Linked DNA regions of Mus musculus: regions 1, 2 and 3 are each linked to region 4. Evidence: chromatin contacts called from public HiChIP or PLAC-seq and promoter capture Hi-C data. All regions are on one chromosome and are shown on one strand. The core of a region is the stretch at or near the end of the contact, and the rest is flanking DNA. Distances in the headings are between cores, read along the strand shown. Region 1 overlaps Fbxo16 (F-box protein 16). Region 2 holds the start of Gulo (gulonolactone (L-) oxidase). Region 3 holds the start of Fbxo16 (F-box protein 16). Region 4 holds the start of Elp3 (elongator acetyltransferase complex subunit 3).

What was found. Promoter capture Hi-C pulls out the DNA fragments that hold promoters and counts their contacts. HiChIP or PLAC-seq counts read pairs in DNA pulled down with a chosen protein or histone mark.
Region 1: an H3K27ac HiChIP or PLAC-seq map of embryonic stem cells shows a contact between it and region 4, with 4 times the contacts expected there. The contact joins the enhancer-like site here to the promoter of Elp3 in region 4. A contact is called at or near these places in 7 of 39 promoter capture datasets (the HPC-7 cell line, embryonic stem cells, hippocampal neurons and 4 more), 1 of 15 datasets of contacts at CTCF or cohesin (embryonic stem cells), 20 of 484 Hi-C or Micro-C datasets (B cells, CD4 T cells, CD8 T cells and 14 more), 13 of 115 datasets of contacts at active chromatin or transcription factors (the 230-238 cell line, the SCID.adh cell line, Th17 cells and 7 more) and 2 of 9 other capture datasets (embryonic stem cells and liver).
Region 2: a contact with region 4 is called in an H3K27ac HiChIP or PLAC-seq map of embryonic stem cells, with 2.9 times the contacts expected there. The contact joins the promoter of Gulo here to the promoter of Elp3 in region 4. A contact is called at or near these places in 3 of 39 promoter capture datasets (hippocampal neurons, maxillary cranial neural crest and stem cell-derived epiblast-like cells), 1 of 115 datasets of contacts at active chromatin or transcription factors (embryonic stem cells) and 1 of 9 other capture datasets (pancreatic islet).
Region 3: a contact with region 4 is called in a promoter capture Hi-C map of neural stem cells. The contact joins the promoter of Fbxo16 here to the promoter of Elp3 in region 4. A contact is called at or near these places in 3 of 39 promoter capture datasets (hippocampal neurons, neural stem cells and second pharyngeal arch cranial neural crest), 1 of 115 datasets of contacts at active chromatin or transcription factors (embryonic stem cells) and 2 of 9 other capture datasets (adipose tissue and liver).

What each region holds. Positions count from the first base shown.
Region 1 is chr14:65,323,755-65,328,246 of GRCm38.p6, forward strand. Fbxo16 (F-box protein 16) reads left to right here. Exons shown (of 8, transcript NM_015795.2): 8 at 1-219. Among named protein-coding and RNA genes, the nearest start is that of Gm41178, 27 kb to the left of the region's middle. Within about 2 kb of position 3,012, at least 38 of the 459 cell types and tissues checked have an H3K27ac peak or open chromatin away from gene starts, as enhancers often do. A contact at or near this core is called in differentiating embryonic stem cells and embryonic stem cells, where this site is marked.
Region 2 is chr14:66,006,049-66,010,628 of GRCm38.p6, forward strand. It overlaps Gulo (gulonolactone (L-) oxidase), which reads right to left and starts at 3,162. Exons shown (of 12, transcript NM_178747.3): 1 at 2,997-3,162; 2 at 1,991-2,092. The coding sequence starts at 2,999.
Region 3 is chr14:65,264,959-65,269,489 of GRCm38.p6, forward strand. It overlaps Fbxo16 (F-box protein 16), which reads left to right and starts at 1,660. Exons shown (of 8, transcript NM_015795.2): 1 at 1,660-1,825.
Region 4 is chr14:65,591,748-65,596,115 of GRCm38.p6, forward strand. Elp3 (elongator acetyltransferase complex subunit 3) reads right to left here and starts at 1,365. Exons shown (of 15, transcript NM_001253812.1): 1 at 1,178-1,365. The coding sequence starts at 1,253. It also overlaps a transcript of Nuggc not described here.

The sequences.
Region 1 (4,492 bases), core at 1,762-4,261, 270 kb before region 4:
ACACCATGAGGGTTCTGACGTCATCAGTACATTAATTCATTATAGAGTTACACCAAGTAAGATTTTAGGAGGTGAGGCTGGTTGGAGGGAGTAGGTCCCAGAGTTCGTCCTCTGAAGAGTCTGTCTTATTCTTGGCCCCTTCCTATCTAACGCTCCACCCCGTTTGCAACAAAGTGAGCTCTGGTTTCTTCTGTGGCCAAATAAATCCTTCCTCAGCAAGCTGTCTATTGTAGGTATGTTGCGCAGTAAGGAAAAGGATGGCAAACACGGCTGTCCATTGTGATACCAAACAGTCTACACACACACACACACACACACACACACACACACACACAAAGAGTTTTGACAGTGGCCCAGACTGGTGGTACAGAAGAAAGTGGTGTGTGTCCAGATGATAGGTAGGGACAAAACACAATCTAGTAATAATCACTTCATTTGTCCCACATAGCGTTGCACTAAAGCATCCTTCCGCGCTGAGATCTTGTGTCTTTCCCATGGGAAGGGTGTTCTCTTCCCAGAGCCTGTGTCCTCATGGACACTTCCATTTCTTTAGTTGGCCAGACAGTTGTTCCATTTGAAACAAAGGGAACACAGGCTCTGGAGGGTAATACACCAGGAACCATGGGCAGATGGAGAACCTGGACAGTCTGCAAATGGACGACCCTTGATCATGTCATAAGTAGTTACACTCGAGGAGGGACACGGCTGGCACTGTGGTGTGAGCCATCCATTAGGGCTCTGTGAAGGCTGCAGGCAGAGCCTTTGTTCCCTTCTTGAAGCCTAGGGTTCTGAAGTCTGGTGGGGCCTGAGTCACCTTTGAAGTTCTAGTCATAAGAGGTTCATAGTGTCACTTCTGTTTCTTTAGTCAACTGGACAGTTGTTCAATTTGAAACAAAGGCAACACAGACGCTGCAGGGTTGCAAGGTTCTGGAAGGACACCCACAGACACCAAAATGGACTTTGTTTGTGCGAATACATATTGTTTTTCATACACTTTCCCCACCAGCCTCCCATTTATTTCTGTTGATCTACTTGTATTTGAGAGGGTTGCAAGTACCCCAGGCTGACCTTGACCTTAGTATGTATCTGAAGATGATCTTAAACTGTCTCCACCTCTTGATGTTGAAATTACTGGTGTGTATAAGACTACCACACTCAATGTATGAGACACTGGGAAACAAACCCCAGGCATTGTGGGTACTGGATAGGCACTCTAGCAACATTGTAATATGCCTAGCCCCTCCCAGTTATTCATTTTTATTTCTTTTGGTGCTGGGGATTGAACTCAAGGTCTATGTACAAGCTGCACAGGGGAGCTATGACCCCACCCTTTCCCACAGACTTTAAATCATTTCTAGGTGACTTGCAATTCCTAAAACAATGTGAGTAGTTGTTAAACTGTGTCTTTTGTACTATGACAAGATGGGACAGTACTGACAGTACATGGCAGGCCTGGCTGCTGCGTGGTGGATGTATATCAGCAATATTGTGATAACTTTTCCTAGCTCTGTGTGTGTGTGTGTGTGTGTCTGTGTGTGTCTGTGTGTGTCTGTGTGTGTCTGTGTGTGTCTGTGTGTGTCTGTGTGTGTGTGTGTTAGAGCCCAAGAACACAGAACCTGCAGATACAGAGGACCTAACTGGTTGGTTGTGAGAAATAAACCTTTTCTTGCTTTTAAGGAACCTGAGAAGCTGAGGAGAGGAGAGGGCAGCTGTTGCAACACATGGGCTTGAACAGGGTACCTCGAGCAGAGCTGAAAGAGAGGACTGACGAAGCAGTCTGGGAGGAGCTACAGATGGGGATGGCTGTTCCAGCAGAAAGCCTAGGATGAGTCCATGAAGGTGGTGTGGGATGTACAAGGGGGAGAGAGAGAGAAACGACCCAGTGAAATAGCCAGAGACCCGGGGAGAAGCCAGAGAGTCAGTTATCCTGGTGTGCCCAGGACTGACTTGGCTTCAGGGGCTTGGGTCGCTAGCTCCGTGCAAGCAAGTGCAAGGCCCTGGATATAATCCTCAGCAAGGCCAAAGCCGAGGGGAGGAGAAGGGTAAGAAGAAAAGGGGGAGCTGGGCGTGGTGGCACACGCCTTTAGTCCCAGCACTTGGGAGGCAGAGGCAGGCAGATTTCTGAGTTCGAGGCCAGCCTGGTCTACAGAATGAGTTCCAGGACAGCCAGGGCTACACAGAGAAACCCTGTCTCAAAAAACCAAAAAAAAAAAAAAAGAAAGAAAGAAAGAAAAGAGAAGAGAAGAGAAAAGAAAAGAAAAGAAAAGAAAAGAAAAGAAAAGAAAAGAAAAGAAAGGGAAAGAAAGGGAAAGGAAAGGAAAGGAAAGGAAAGAAAAGAAAAGAAAAGAAAAGGGGGAGGAAGGAGAGGGATGGAGGGTGATAGAAAGACGGAGCGAGCATAAGGAGGAGATGGAGGAAAGGGGGGAGGGGAAGATGAGGAAGAAGAGAGGAAGGGAAAGAGGAAAGAGGAAAGAAGAGAAGGCTGAAAACAAGGAGCATCTCCAGGAAGCCCCTCAGTCGCCATGAGTTGTTCTGGAGACTTGGATGGCCCACGAGAGCTGATGGTTTCTATAGAAACCCGTCTGAGCTGCCATGAGGTTGGGGAGAGAGCCGGAAAGTCAGTCAAGAGCCCGAACAGGAATCTGAGCCCTGCCAGGAAGTCAAGGCTTCGCCCTAGGTACTGAACAGTTGATCCGGGACTGTGAGATAGGAAAGCGATCTGAGGAGACTTGCATTTAGAGGGCTCTGGTGCCTGGGTAACTGGAAAGAGGGGATGTGCAAAGAACCGCCCATCACAGAGTCTCCAGAGAGGTGGAGCGAGACCGGGGAGCTAGAAGGATATAGACTCAAAGCGACAGCAGGACTTGGAGATACAGAGAAGGTTGGCGAGAGAGACTCTCGGGTGCCTGGCATCAGCACTTGGAAAACAATGGGGAAGTAATGAGGGTGGTTCAGAAAGGCCTTCCCACACCACCCTGCCCTGGAATGCAAACAAACCGTTCCTTCCCCTGCAGCTGCTGTTGGTTTGACGGTGATCTTGCTGGGTGTGCAAGTGTATTGGACGTCCCAGGGACAAGGGGAGGGGGTGAGAACTGCGGGGTAGTCAGGAGGCTCCTCTGGAGGGTGAGGAGGAGGAGAGAGAGAGAGAGGCTGTGTTAAACTGTAGGTTTCAGAAGCCCTTGCCTACTCTGGTTTGGTTTCCACAAGACCCTTAGTGGGGGGGGGGGGGGGAGAAAGGAAGGAGGGGCAGAGGGAGGACCTGGCACCTTTATCTTACCGTTGCGGAATTTAGGATGGAGTAGCAAGCCCAAGCAATGACTGTCTAACAGCAGGCCTGGGTCATGACTGAGAGTTTGACTCCAAAGAACACCTCTTCCCACCTCACAGTTGCTCCATAGCCACTCTTCCTGAGTGGACACGGCCTCCTCATTCAGTATTTGGCCTGGAAATCCTCCCATTTCTCCCCACAGCCTAGAGGGCAGAGAAGGTGGCAGGGAGTGGGAAGGATTAGATCTGGTGTTCCCATGGGCTTTCAGAGAGCGGCTGAAGACTGCTGTCAAGAACTGGAATTAGCTGGGCATAGTGGCATACACCTTTAGTCCCAGCATGAGATCTCTACCAGCCTGGCCTACATAGTGAATTCTAGGACAGTCAGAGTTACTTAGTGAGACCGTCTCAAAACAAACAAATAAATAAATAAATTTCGGATTATCAGATAATTTCTTCCTTTTCTTTTTTATATTTTAAATTTTTTCTTTTTTTCTTTTTTCTCTTTTCTAATTCTTTTGTTGTTGTTGGGTTTTGTGTTTTTTGGTTTTTTTTGGTTTGTTTTGTTTTTGTTTTTGTTTTTTTTTTGTTTTTCGAGACAGGGTTTCTCTGTATAGCACTGGCTGTCCTGGAACTCACTTTGTAGACCAGGCTGGCCTCGAACTCAGAAATTCGCCTGTCTCTGCCTCCCAAGTGTTGGGATTAAAGGTGTGCGCCACCACGCTATGCCCAGAATCTCTTAAAGAGACATAAAAAAAAAAAAAAAAGATGAAACTGGAGCCTTCAGATAAAGCCCAGTGTCGTCTCAAATGTTTAAACCACACACGTTTCCATTCCCACGTGAATTTTGATGTCTGTCCTTTCCAGTTTTGATTCTTCTGTTTGTGGTCTTCCTCCCATTTCTCTCTGTCCATCTTCAGTTGTAGTCATAAATCTCAACTACCCACCCTCTAGGATGGAATTCTTCACAGGATCCCAGATTCTCCACATGTTTCCATATTTCTTTTATTAAGCAGGCACATGACTGGTGTTTGACAGTAATGCTGTCATCAGAATGTTAAGAAATTCGCATTTCTCAGCTGGCTTCGTTAGTCCCGGGCTCCAGCAGAGAATGGACGCTAGAGGGCGCTACTTCCCCTCTTTTCTAAGTCTAGACAGCAGCTCCCGTCCTGATCTCCTGGGTCTTCCAAAGTTTGTCACTCATTTGCTTTGAGCACGGTTCACC
Region 2 (4,580 bases), core at 1,912-4,411, 420 kb after region 4:
CTGGTTATGGTATGGGGAAAGGTTGAGACCCTTTGGCATTAGGGGACCCTGCCTGGCACCAGAGAGAGAGCCAGAGAGATGGGCTGTGAGGTAGGTGAGGTAAGCTGGGATTGAGCAGCCTTTAGCCTGCGGCTCTTGCTCCTCCTCCTTCTGCAGCCCCAGGCATCCCTTTCCATTTGGTTCCTGTGTTTTGAGACAAGGTCATGATGTAGCCCAGCCTGTCCTCTAGTTAGTGATCTTCCTGCCTTCCTAACGCAGGAATTGCAGAACTGAGCAACCATATGGGGTAGTTTGAAGGTCCCTCCCTTTTGAGACTCATGTAGTCCAGGTTGGCCTCAGACTCCCCTGAGTAGCCAAGGCTGGTCTTGAACTCCTGATCTTGCTGCCTCCTCAGAGCTGGGATTACAGTGTATATCACCACACCAGTGTGTGCAGTGCTAGGGATGGAACCCAGGCCTTTTGTGCATGTTAGGCAAGCACTCTCCCCAGCTGAGCCATATCTCCAACCTCAGTAAAGGTTTTAAAAAGACAAATCCTATTGCATTCCTCAATAATAAAAAACCTTCCAAAGGCATCCCAGTGACTAAGGATAAGCCCCAAGTGCCTCATCTTGGCCGCAAGGAATCTTAATCTACCCCCATGCTGCAGTAAAGGCTCCCAGAGGGCAGGAACCATGGCTGTATCTGGAGACACTTGGTAGAAAAGCACGTGGATCCGTGATGTCACCTCAATGGATTCACTTACTTTCCCCCTTGTGTCAAGCACCCTCATTCAGGTGCCTCGAGACACACATTTTAGGAGCCATATCACAAAGCGATCCGTTGGCAATTGAAAATTGACTGACGAATGCTGGCTGCACTGCCTACTCCCCGCACAGTGCATTTTCCACAGAGGCTGAGCAAGACATTCTGTCACGACACAATCCCTGAGCTGCTTGGTCACGCACCTATTTTTTTTTTTTTTAATCTTCACTGGATTCTGCTGGTTCTCCATGGAAACACTACACCTTACTCCGTTAGTACCAGGAGGTCATGTAGGCTGCTAGCACATCCCAGAAACTGTTTTCTAAGGTAGCTCTGCCAGAAGCACACTTTTGGTTCCCTCTCTTATCCCCTAATAGCCCCAGCTCCATCAAAGCCACTTCTCACCTACCCCTGATGCTGCGTTCTTGTCTCGTAGGGTACAGTCCTCAGTCCCTACACTCATGGTGCCTTTCCCAACAACCCTGATTCTTCCCAGAAAACCATCTCATATGTGATGTGTGACTGTGTCTGTGTGTGTGTTTATATGTGTGCATAAGCATTCATGCGTAAGCTGGGCGTGGTGGCGCACGCCTTTAATCCCAGCACTTGGGAGGCAGAGGCAGGTAGATTTCTGAGTTCAAGGCCAGCCTGGTCTACAAAGTGAGTTCCAGGACAGCCAGGGCTACACAGAGAAACCCTGTCTCAAAAAAAAACCAAAAAAAAAAAAAAAAAAAAAAAAAAAAAGTATTCATGCATATATGTAGATGTTCATGTGTGTGCACAGGCTTGTGCTTAAATTGTATTTGCACAGGTATCTGTGCATTCCAGACTGTATGTGTACCTGTGCATAGGTGTTTGTGCATGTGTATATGTATGCATATGCACCTAGGTGTGTACATGGGTGTGCACGTGCATAGGTCTACAGGCATGTATGCTAGCACATCTGCCTGTGCCCAAGCACGCACAAATATATGCACACGTGTGTATGTGTGCATGGAGTTTATTACAGAGGTCAGGTTGGAGAGGTGAGTGTAGACATGGCTGCCCCTGGTATACTGCTGTATAGGCTTGAAGTGGGCATAGAACATTACAACAGGCTGCGGAGCAGACCTGGAGCTGGGGAAAGCAGGAAGAAGAGCCTTGCCTTTACCCAACCAGGCCAGCAGGAAGCCTCACATCCAGCGTCTTCCAGAGCGAGGGTTGTGGCTGCAGGCCGGGCAGCCCATGTGGTGTTCATGGGCACCTACCTCTCTGACCTCCCCCACTGATGTGGGCTGGTAGTACATCTCTGGACTGCAGCCATAGGTCTTCGCCCAGTTTTGGAACTGGACCCCTTTGTACCCATGGACCTATACCAGGAAGAAAGCCAGGTCTCAGTAGGCAAGCAGTCACTGTCCTCTCTGTATGTCACATCACCAACCCCAAACCCCGTAGACACAAAGAGGAGAGGACATGGCCACAGCACAGAGAGCCCCAGCTCCCTTTGGCTACTATGGTTCTTAGGTCAAGGGCCACTAGGAAGATCAAACAGCACCGGCTGCTCAGAAGCTGGCAGCCCACACCCAGCATCCTAATGCTATCTTTGATCACTCCAGGTCAGAATGGTGGGAATTCTGCCCATTCTGAAGGCCAAAGCGATAGATGGGATCAAAGACAAGGACAAATCCTGATAAGCCAGGACTCGGGTCAATTCCTGCTCCAGGTGCGCATTATGGATGGCCCAGCAGATAAGTAGGGCGGTCTGAGAAAGGGCTGGAGGAGAAGGCGCTGGAGGCAAGGGCTGGGGTCTGACTTCCCTGGCAGGGAAGGGGTATCCCTTAGGTGTTCCATGGTGGTAGCATCTTAGCCTCTAGCCTGGGAATCAGAATCATGTTTTCTGCACACCACTGTATAGCCAGCCAGATACGGTGGGTCTTCTGTGTGTCCTGGCTTATTAGATCTTACAATAATGTCACGAAACAGGACATTAGTCTTCTTTTAGCTGTCAAAATTAAGGCTCAGAGCAGTCAGGGTCTTCCCTAAGTTCACACAGAAGCCCAGTGAAGGCATTAAGAGGTCAGCCCAAGCCTTCCACTTTCATATCTCTTCTAACACCCCAACCGTTCCCCAAGTTCACTTGGGGGATCCCCAGTGGCCCCTCTGATGGCCCCAGCCTTGGTCTGACTTTACCTTCCCTCACTTGGCTCACAGATGCAGCCTGGACACAGCCGGCTGTATCTACTGGCGGTCTCACAGACCCCCTATCATTCCTACCATGATTCCAGCGATCAACAGGGTCAGACGACTTGACTTGAAGCGTTCCCACAGGAAGTTGAACAAAGCCCTGGGCAGCAGCAGATGCAGTGGTCAGGCAACCTCGGCTCTGGGTTACCTCAGGCAGAACGGGACTGGAAGTTTAGCCACAGGTACCAAGAAAGGCAGGAAACCGGTGTTGAACAGGCTCCTCCCCCTGCAAGACCCAGGCAATCTGTAAACAGCAGCTGGGTCCCGCCCCCTGCCCTCTGTCTGCGAGCTCCAAGGAAGCTCGGGAGGTGTAGGTTAAACAGCAGCATCTGTGCCCCTGAAACCCACTGCTGGAGCTCTGAGCCCAACCTTGGGAGTCCAGAGCCAAACACCACTGTCAGGCTCAGACCTAGGCTAGCTGCCTACGCGTCTGACTTTGGCCGCTTTAAAGCCAGGTACCCATGCAGCTCTTGTACTGAGCCATCCAAACACTGCCCCCCACCCCCCACTATGTTTGGTGATTGTGGGAAGGGACAGCTGAGTATAGTCTAGTGCCATTCAGAATCAGTACCCGGTATTCTACTGAAGCAGTCAGGTGGAGGCTGTTTTGGTTAAAAAAAAAAAAAAAACAAAAACAAAAACAAAAAACCCAGACTCTTCACTTGGGTCTACAAGGTACCTAAAAGCAGGGTGGGAGCCTGACACCGCTATCTTCATTTTGTGTCTCCTCCCCTGAAGGCATGGAAATAAGTCATTTCCCATAGAGTCACTTTGGATATGTTTGTTTGTTTGCTTGCTTGTTTTTTTCCAGACAGGGTTGCTCTGTGTAGCCCTGTTATCCTGGAACTCACACCTTAGCCCAGGCTGGCCTTGAACTCACAGATCTGCCTGCCTCTGCCTCCCAAGTGCTGGGATTTAAGGCAGGTTCCACCACGCCTGGCTACCATGGATTCTAAGAATAACAAAACCTCAGAGTAGGGACCACCTTCCAAAAGAGGGTGGTTATCTGTGAAGGTGAGGCTGTGCCCTGGAGTCCAAGGACCCATGAGAACTAAATAAGCTCTGGTGTAGAAAACAAAAAGGCCTTGTGCACACAGATAAGCAGGGTGGAGAAATCAGGAAAGTTTCTGGCAGTGAATCTGGTCCATGGTATGAGGTGCATGGCTGCTCTTCCTGGAATGGCTGGAGTGATGTAGTTTTACAGTCTGGTGATTCTTTGCTGTCTGATGAGGCAGACTCTGTCATATCTTCCAGGCTTACTGCTTTTACTTATTCCAGACCCTTTCCTCCTAAATGTTATGATTGATGTCTCTTGCGTTTCATTCACAACAGTGTAAGTGACTTCTGTGTGATCTTAGGGCCAGGCCAACCTTAGCTCCCACAGATGCTATGTTTACCTTAGTCAAGATCCCTAGACCATTATCTCGAACATTGTTTCAGCAAGAAACCATCTTACAGATGAAGCCATAGGTACTTAGCCAAGAGCTTCAATGTAAACCTGTTTTAAGCTTTGTGGCCTTCACGGAGCTGAGTTAATTGTTATCTGAACACTTCCCCTCAGTAATTCTGCGGTGCTTAAATATGGCTAAAGGAGAAGGACCTGGGCCAGACTCT
Region 3 (4,531 bases), core at 410-2,909, 330 kb before region 4:
GCCACCTAGGCATTGTTAAAACTGGTGCCTTTCTGGATGAACCCGTTTTTTGAAACCATAAATGTTAACTGGTAATGCATGGTAATTTAGTATGACATCTTTACCTGCCTCCCCCAGGCCACCCCCTCACATCCCCAAAGGCTTTGTCTATTCATTTACATACAAGCTGGTCATTTGGAAAAACCACTAAGTTGGAATCCAGACAACCTAGGTTCTCGTTTCAGCTTTGCCACTTACTGATCCACTGTTAACTTAGGGAAAGCGCCAACCTCCACGAGATGCACTGTCCCCTTTTCATTTAAATGGTAGATATGCAAATTCTGCCTATTTAAAAAAAATAAATAAATGAAAGGGAAGGCTGGCAAAATGGCTCGTAGGTAAAGGCATTTGGTGGCAAGCCTTATTACATGAGTTCAAGCCCTGGACTTACGTGATGCAGAGACTCGGCTCCTGAAAGTTGTTTTCTGACCTCTACACATGGCAGACACAGGCTAACACTCAGACATAGATACACACATGTAAATAAACCTAAATTTAAAACTATACTATTTTTAAAAATGATGAAACACGTAGGATCTGTAGGACTGCTTAAGTTGGAGGTGTCCGTTGTTTTAGTACGCAAAGGTAGTTTGGGAAGTTGTATTCTTTTTAGGTACTGGGGTTAAGTTTTGGTTTGCTGCTGCTTATCAAAATTGTTTTGCACTGTTTACACAGGCATGGGATTTCCAACTTCTCGGAATTCTTCAGGACTTGTTATCACAGCTACTAGATCCGTTGGTTATTTGCACATTACACTGTTGAGTTTCTCTCATTAGATTTCTCTTATGTTTTAGACAGGGTTTTGGAGTTCTGGCTAGTCTCCAACTCCCTTTGTAGCCAAAACTTTCCTAGGAACCCTGACCCTCTTGCTTCCACCTCCGTAGTGCTAGGATTGCAGGATTGAGCTACCATTCCCGCCTTCAGATTTCTTCCTTCCTTCCTTCTTTCTTTCTTTCTTTCTTTCTTTCTTTCTTTCTTTCTTTCTTTCTTTCTTCCTTCCTTCCTTCCTTTCCTTCCTTCCTTCCTTCCTTCCTTCCTTCCTTCCTTCCTTCCTTCCTTCTCTCTTTCTCTCTTTCTTTTTTCTTTCTTCTTTTTTTTTAATCCTTGAATTCTGTGGTTCTCACTACAAGTTGGGTGCTCAATACATTTAGCTAATTAAATGTGACTGGATCTTAAAACCTAAATACAGTTATTCTTATAAGGGCGTGCCATCTGCTGGTTCCCTGGCGTATCTGTCACTTGGCTTGGGGCAGTTCCCCCACGACCTCCCCTCCCCTCTGCAGGTGCTTTTTTTCCCATCTGACCCGTAGCCAATTGTTATTTCCTCCGTCTGGGCAGTCTTAAAACCTGGCATAATGGAGTTTGCGTTTCGGAGCTCCCGAGTGACCAGAGCAACACAACTGAGCATGCTCGGTCTGTTTTGGAACACAAACGCAGCAAGTCTTGAAGGGAGGTTTTTCAAGGCTGCTGGTTTCAGGATTGGATACAGCTTCCTCCAAGAATTTTATCAAGATGTTACAGCTCCTCCCACTCACCCGACTGCCACACTTTCTCCTTTTATCTCTGTGCCCAATTTTGGAGCCAGCCTTCCTTGGATACCCTGGCCAATCAAGAGTCCACACATTGTTGCCTAAGAGACCCCGGATGCCAGCGACAGGATTTATAGATGGCGATTGGCCTGCTGGAAGCAGTAAGGTGGGGGCTGAAAGGAGTCAAAGAAAGCTGCCCTAGTGCAACGATAGCAACCCCAGAACCAGAGGCTTGAAGAAGGAAGCCAGCTGCTGAGGTGAGCAGTGGGTAGAGCAGGAAAAACACGGAGATTCTGAGAGAGCTCCCCAGCTTCCCAAAAGCTTGCTGGGGCTCCTGGGGATTAAAGTGCGCTGCGGTTTCAATGGCTGCTTCACACCTCTGCAATTAACAACCAACAATTACAGTGCAGGTCAAGCAGTAGCTTTGAGAACCATGCATTACAGTGCTTATTTCGGTTTTAACTATTTGAATATAGGGTGAATTCCTATTTAAACCTACCCGCCCTCTATTTCTGATACTGTGCGAGATCCCCTTTGTCTGGTGATTTTACAGTGTACTGTGGGAGAATTGTGTGTTAGCAGAGAAACTCAATCCTAGTCTTCGTTGTAACCTCCGAATAAAACTCTTGACAACCTTGAGTATTTCCTCTGTGCCAGGGTCAGCATATTCTGAGTTTCAGTGTGCAGTCCCACAAGGTTTAATTCTCAAACTCCCCCTCCCCATGCTCTTCCAGGACATTTTCCCCCTTCCATTGAATAACATTTATTGAGCATCTACTATGTACGGCTGTGATACTGTGACTGGAGTTTAAATGAGCAGTGACAGAATACACGAGCCCCAAAGCATCAGGGCCTCATGCCACTGTCCTTACAGTGGTCAGGCTGTCAGTGGATTTGGACAGAGTACAGGAAAAGGGGGCACTAGGTTGAAATAGTTACATTGAGTTGACCCAGACTTCGAGTTGAGGAATTGGAATTCCAGTCATTAGTGAGATGAGACGGTTTGGCAGCACAGACCCTGCAAGAGGCAGGTGGATCTTTGTTACTTTAAAGCCAACCTGGTCTACATAGCAAGTTCCAGGCCGACCAGGGGTATGAGGCAGACTCTATCTCAAAACAAAAACAAAATCGAGACAGAACAAAACGAAACTTAGGGCTTGGAGTATCGAATACTTGGTAGAATGCTTGTCCAGCATGCATGAAGCCAGAACCCAACTCTGCATAAATCAGGCGTGTGGCGAACACTGCAATCTAGAACTTGAGAGATGCAGGCAAAAGGATCCGAAGTTTAAGGTCATCCATGACTTCAGGAGCAGGTTTGAGGCCTGCCTGGGATAGATCCTTAGGAAAATTATTGTGTAATGGGGATGGTGTGGACAATGGCTCAGAAGATTTAGGTCAGACCGGAAGCATGTGACAACTGGGACCTCTGCTTGGGTGTTGGGCTTTAGCTTGGAGCCATATGTAGGGGGTGAGAACCCTGGGCCTTCTTTCTACAGTTTTATCCCAAGTTACATGAAACACAATGACAGGCAGCCATTAAAAGGAAAGGGAGTCATAAGTACCTGCAACTTGTACCTGTGGACAAGGATGAGACAATCTTTGCTGTCTTGGTAGACAGGATGCAATTATTTATTGTATGTGTTATGTGAAAACTTCTGTGTTTTGAATAGTAGCCAGTAGTTTATTTGTGAACTTGTGTATGCATACAAACTATGTACACTGTTCATCTTCTGGGATTGAGGGAGGAGGGAAGAATCAGAAAAGGAGAATTACAAAAGATAGATAAGACGTCCCCACTGGCATGCCCTCTCCATGACTGTCACCAAGAGTAGTGCCTCCTGGCTAACCCCACCTCCTGGAAACTACCGCTGCTGCTTTGAAGAAAGCCTAATCTAAAGTGGTTTTCAGTCCCAAGGAACCAGGAGGAAGAAAACAGCCTGGGCAGACCCTTAGGGTATCTTTGAGAAAAGCTACTTTAGCTTCATTCAGAAATGGTACCTAGAATACATCAAATGGCTTTCCACACATGCAAGGGAGCTTCTCAGATTAATACAGAGATTTTTTTTTAACCTGGGGGAAGCAGAATTTTAGCTTCATGTGTATTTTCCTAGGAAGAGATGCATAGATTTTTATCCCGGCAGCTTTATGATTTTTAAAGCAGCTACTGTCTTAAAGGAAGAAGAAGGGGGGCGGGGCTGGACACAGTGACAAACTCCAGTAATAACAGCACTGAGAAGATTGAGGTGGTGAGATCTTGAGTTTGAGGGCATCCTGGACTACAGTAAGTCCCTGTCTCAAGATAAAAAACAACAAGCAGTATACAATTTTACCTGAACAGATATGAACTAGGTGGCGTTGCTTTGTATCTGTGGTCTTCCTGCTCACCTGTGTGTGTCTGGCTGCTAGTTAGCCATGCTGCAATAAAAGTATTCCCTGTGCCTTTTGTAACCTACCTAAAAAATGTAGTAACTTAGACATTAGGAGCTGAGAAAGGCCCAAAGGCTAATCTGAGCCCCTTCATACCAGGGCTTCAGTGGCAGAACCATGGGAAGGTGTTGACTATTGAACACTTCTCAACATTGTTCATTTATAGAGTCATCTCAGCCATAGTTCTACTTGTGTGTGCAAACCCATCTTTTAGGGGGGAAGTAGAAACACTGAGGGCAGGCACTCACACTACTGTCCATTGTAAAATATTCCATCATGGTCCCCTAAAGTACAGGTTTTGGGAGTTCTATATCTGACAAGTTCTAAGAAAGATTGAAGGAGATTACTCAGGCCACCTTGGCAAGACTTTTCCTCTCTTTATCTTTTAAGCATCATTTTGGAGATACACATACCTAGGATTTTTTTTTTAAACTGCACAAAGTGGGGATCGAGAGATGGCTCAGAAGTTGGGGTGCTTGTTGTTCTTGTAGAGGACCCAGGTTCAATTCCCAGCAGCCACACCATGGTTCAAA
Region 4 (4,368 bases), core at 115-2,614:
GAGATCTATCTAACTTGACCACAGGTTGCCTGAGCAGGGTTCAGTAAGTAGACAGTACACTGGCCACTAGGCAAAGGCATTAAACGTAACAGAAAAAAATTATACATTCTCAACTCTGTAACTTAAGAAAAAAAAAGTAGTTTTTTTAAAAGAGAGATTACCAATATAACAAATATGTCAGAAAGCTAAAAAAAGAAAGATACAATCAATGTAGATGATAAACAAAAGCCAGATCTACACACATGAAAACTTCAGTTTGAATCCCTGCTCCCATGTTCGAAGCTAGGCCACATTCATGCCCGTAACGTGGGGACCATGGAGGAGTGGGCAAGGGAGACGGGCTGGCTGGGGCTTGCTGATTGCCAGCCTAGGAATAAACACGTTACAGTAAAGTAAGATCAAACGGATCTAGTGCATGTTGTGTTTGATGTGACAAGTATATAGAACATGTCTAGAAGGGCAGTTCCAGTTAGTGCCAAGAGCGGTGACCAATACCGCACTGACTTTTCATTTGATGCTTCCGATGTCACAGGCAGCTCCTCACACTAAGTATAAACTTTGACTGGAAAAGTTAACCAAACCTCAGCTTTTTCGAGCATGAAATGACAACACGTCTTCAAAATGACTGGGAAAGGCTCAATACCCAGCTATTATTGTGACATCCAACAGTAATATTATCAGACCAACTCTTCAAGGGCAGTACAGAGTTAAGAATGGAATCTATTGCAAAAAAAAAAAAAAGATTTAAAAAAAAATGACTTCATCCTGTTGAAAAAAAAACCAAAAACTGCACAGTTACTCCAGACTACTCCGGAGGTAAAATAAATGCAAGTAAGTCACGTAAAGCTATTGCACAAACTGCACAATCTCTACCTTAAGGAGGCCTTTCCTACTTTAAGATTTAAAAAACAAAAACAAAAAACAAAAACACCTTAAATAAACACGTCCAGTAAATTACCGCAAATTAACCTGCAACTCAACACCTATCTCCTCTGAAAGTTATCTTGGAATAGCAGTACCGTTTACCCATCTACACAAAAAACAACAAGTAGTCTCTTCCAAAGGGGAAGAGAGAAGGGGGCTGTTTTACAAAGGACAGATAGGAAGGGAGGCCCGCCAACCGGGGTCCCGCGGGCCCAGACCAAGCAGTAATTCCCATGGAAAATTGAGCTTCAACCTGTGATCTCAGAGAATCCACTTCCTCCCTTGCGCCCTTGTCCCACGTATTTTGCACCTTTCCTCTTTTGCCTCATCTCTGCGCTGGCGTAGCAATATGCCACCACGTTACCGCGGTTTAGAAGGCGGAGAAACTTAGCAGCCGTAAAGCCGCCCGGGACTGTCGTGAAAACACAGCGACTGTACCATAAAGCTCTTCCCAGAAGGCGGAGCGCGGAGCCCCGCCCTGTCTAGGTGGCAGCTCCCAGCTCTCTGAGACTGGGAGGGGATGTGCACAGTGATTTAGTGGGGCATTGGAGAATTCCTGGGGACCAGAAAGGTGGATCTGGGAAGTAACGATAGTACAGTTTAGACGCTTCTCCAAGAAGCTGGGACGAAAGTGAATTGTAACCAGAGTTCCTTAAGCAAAAGCCTGGCCTTTGACAACTTCTGCAAGAGGGGCTGGGCCACTTGTCGCTAGTATAGCCAACAATGTTGACATAAAGGAGACCAGATTCGCCCTCCCACTGACACCCGGGGTGTTGACATACCTTTTTTTTTTTTTTTTTTTTTTTTTTTTTTAAGTTATGGAAGAATTGAGGGCAGGAGACAAGAGGTATGTTTAAACAGTCCTGGGTTAAGATGTGGTCTGGTTGATCATTATCTCAGTTCTGGTTTTCAAGGTGGTCAAAGTCTTTATCGCTGCATCCCTTCCGGAGATCCATTTAGCTCCTACAAGGTGAGATCATTCAGTGCTCCAAGGTGCAGCCCTGACGAATAATAGTCCTTATATAGGCAGGAGTCTAGCCTTTGAGACTTTGTTTTCTCTGGACTCAAGGTGACTTGTAGGTTTAGGACGATTAATCTTTGTACCTTCAGCCAAAATAAAGGAGACAGGCACAAAATGAAGACAGATACCAGACCTTTATCTTGCACTTAGTTGCTTGTCTAAGTGCCTATTTCAAGAATCTTGGAAGTGAGTAGCCCTTGTGTGGGGACTTGGGAGCTCAGATACACCACACATAGAGATGGGATAGAAATCCCACATACCATGAACATTAAACCTTCAGTGTGATAACGCTAAGTTCTGATTTCCCTAAAAGACAGCAAACAAGAAGCAAGTATCAGTTTGATCTTTCAGGCTTTGCAGCCTAGAGGATTCCTGGGTCTCTGATTTTTCTTGATGACAATCTTGAAAACACTAGGTGAGACACCATGTACAAAATTTTGCAACATCTGGAGATGGGACTTGGAATAACTTTTTCTTGAAACCCTTCCATGACCTCCTTTGTGTATGGACCAAAGATTAAGAATCCTTGATATTAATAAAGAATGGAAGGTGTGATGTTTCAAGTTTCTTATTACCCAGTAGAGTTGAGGTAGCTCTGACTTGGTTGTCACCACTACACTGAAACTGTCCTGGTCAAGACTTTGAGATTTTTCAGTGTACCAAATTATCTTAATACCACCCTCTTGTCAACAAAACTAACTTCCCTGAAAATATTTTTTTAGATAAGGGCCCCCCACTCTAGAATTTTCAATCATTATTATTATTTCAGTCTCTTATAGATATCTCTGTCTCACTTCAAGCTAATAATGGTCTTATTGATCCTGTCTCTTTCTAGCGATTCTGGAGTTCCATGGTCTTTAAATATCATCTTTCTACTCTCAGATTTATAGTTCAACCTCCGCTTCTTCCCTATTTGACATCTCGGTAGATTTTGATGTCGAATGTGTATCTCGGAATCAACACATAAGACAGAAATCCTCTGTGGCCCTGTGCTGGTTGGTCTTATGTCAACTTGACACATAGACGAGAGCTATCTGGAGGGAGGGTAACTCAATTGAGAAAAGACAGTCATAAAATCTGAGTGTAAGGCATTTTCTTAAGTAGAGATTGAAGTCGGAGGGCCCAGTCCATTGTGGGAGGTGCCTTCTGGGGATGGGGATGGTCCTGGGTTCTATAAGAAAGCAGGCTGAACAAGCCAGGGGCTTCTACATCAGCTCCTGCCTCCAGGTTCCTTCTCTGAGTTTCTGCTCTGGCTTCCTTCAGTAATGAACTATGATGTGGAAGCCAAATAAGCCCTTTCCTCTCCAAGTTTCTATTGGTCATGGTGTTTTGTCTCAGTGACAGAAAAAAAAAAAATACTGCCAAAGCAGACTACAATGTCATCAAAGTTTGGGAACCACTAAGTAAGGCAAGAGATTAAGGTGTCTCAAATCAGGATGGAAAGCCATGGAAGTGCTAAGACTTGTTCAGATTCTGAAATTTTTTTTTTTATGATTTCCACAAATCTTCCACTCAGTGTGGGAAAAACAAAAGAGACCTTGACACTCAGTATGAGATCTCAGCTTTTGGATTAAGGAAGGGGAATAATGTAGTTGTTGTTATCTGATATGAAGTGTGTGTGTGTGGGGGGGGCTGGCTTTGGATCTGATGAGTGGCAAACTGTGAGAGGTGTGCTTGAGGTCCCAGTTGAGAGCTTTAGGTGTATGGTGGAGTTTAAAGTTGTGAAACAGGGTAAAAGAAGTAAAGAATCTCCCATGATTATCAGATCAGAGACAAGACTAATAACTAGCAAGAAAACTGGCCAGACATCTGGGGTGTGGGGAGAAAACCAGCAGAGAGTGGGAGACCTAGAAGCCAAGAGAAATATGTTAAGAAGCAGAGAGTTATCAACTGTGTCACATACTGTAGATGAGTCAAGGAAGATGAAGATTGTATTGATCAGGAGCCTTGGGAGACCTTGATGAGAACAGTTTGGGGGAAGAAGAAGAGACCCAGCTCCATTGGAGTAGGTTTATGTAATCACCAATCTTGGTTATCAACTTGACACAGTTGGAAGAAATTCAACTGAAGAATTGTTTCTATCATATTGGCCTGTGGGGCATTTTCTTGATTGCTAACTGATGGAGGGGGACCTAGCTCGACTGCATGGTACCATCTCTAAGCAGATGGGCCTGGCTGTATAAGAAAGATAACTGACTATGAACCTGGGAGCAAGCCAGTCGACAGCATCCCTTCGCTGTTTCTACTTTACTTCCTGCTTGAACTCCTGCCCTGACTTTTCTCAATTCTGGACTGTGGTCTAAAAGTGTAAGCCAAAGAAACCCTTTCCTCCTGAAGTTGCTTTTTGGATAGGATTTTTATTGCAGCCACAGAACACAAACTAGGATAGTTCATAAAAGGTACATAGGAGAAGGTTGGGTGAG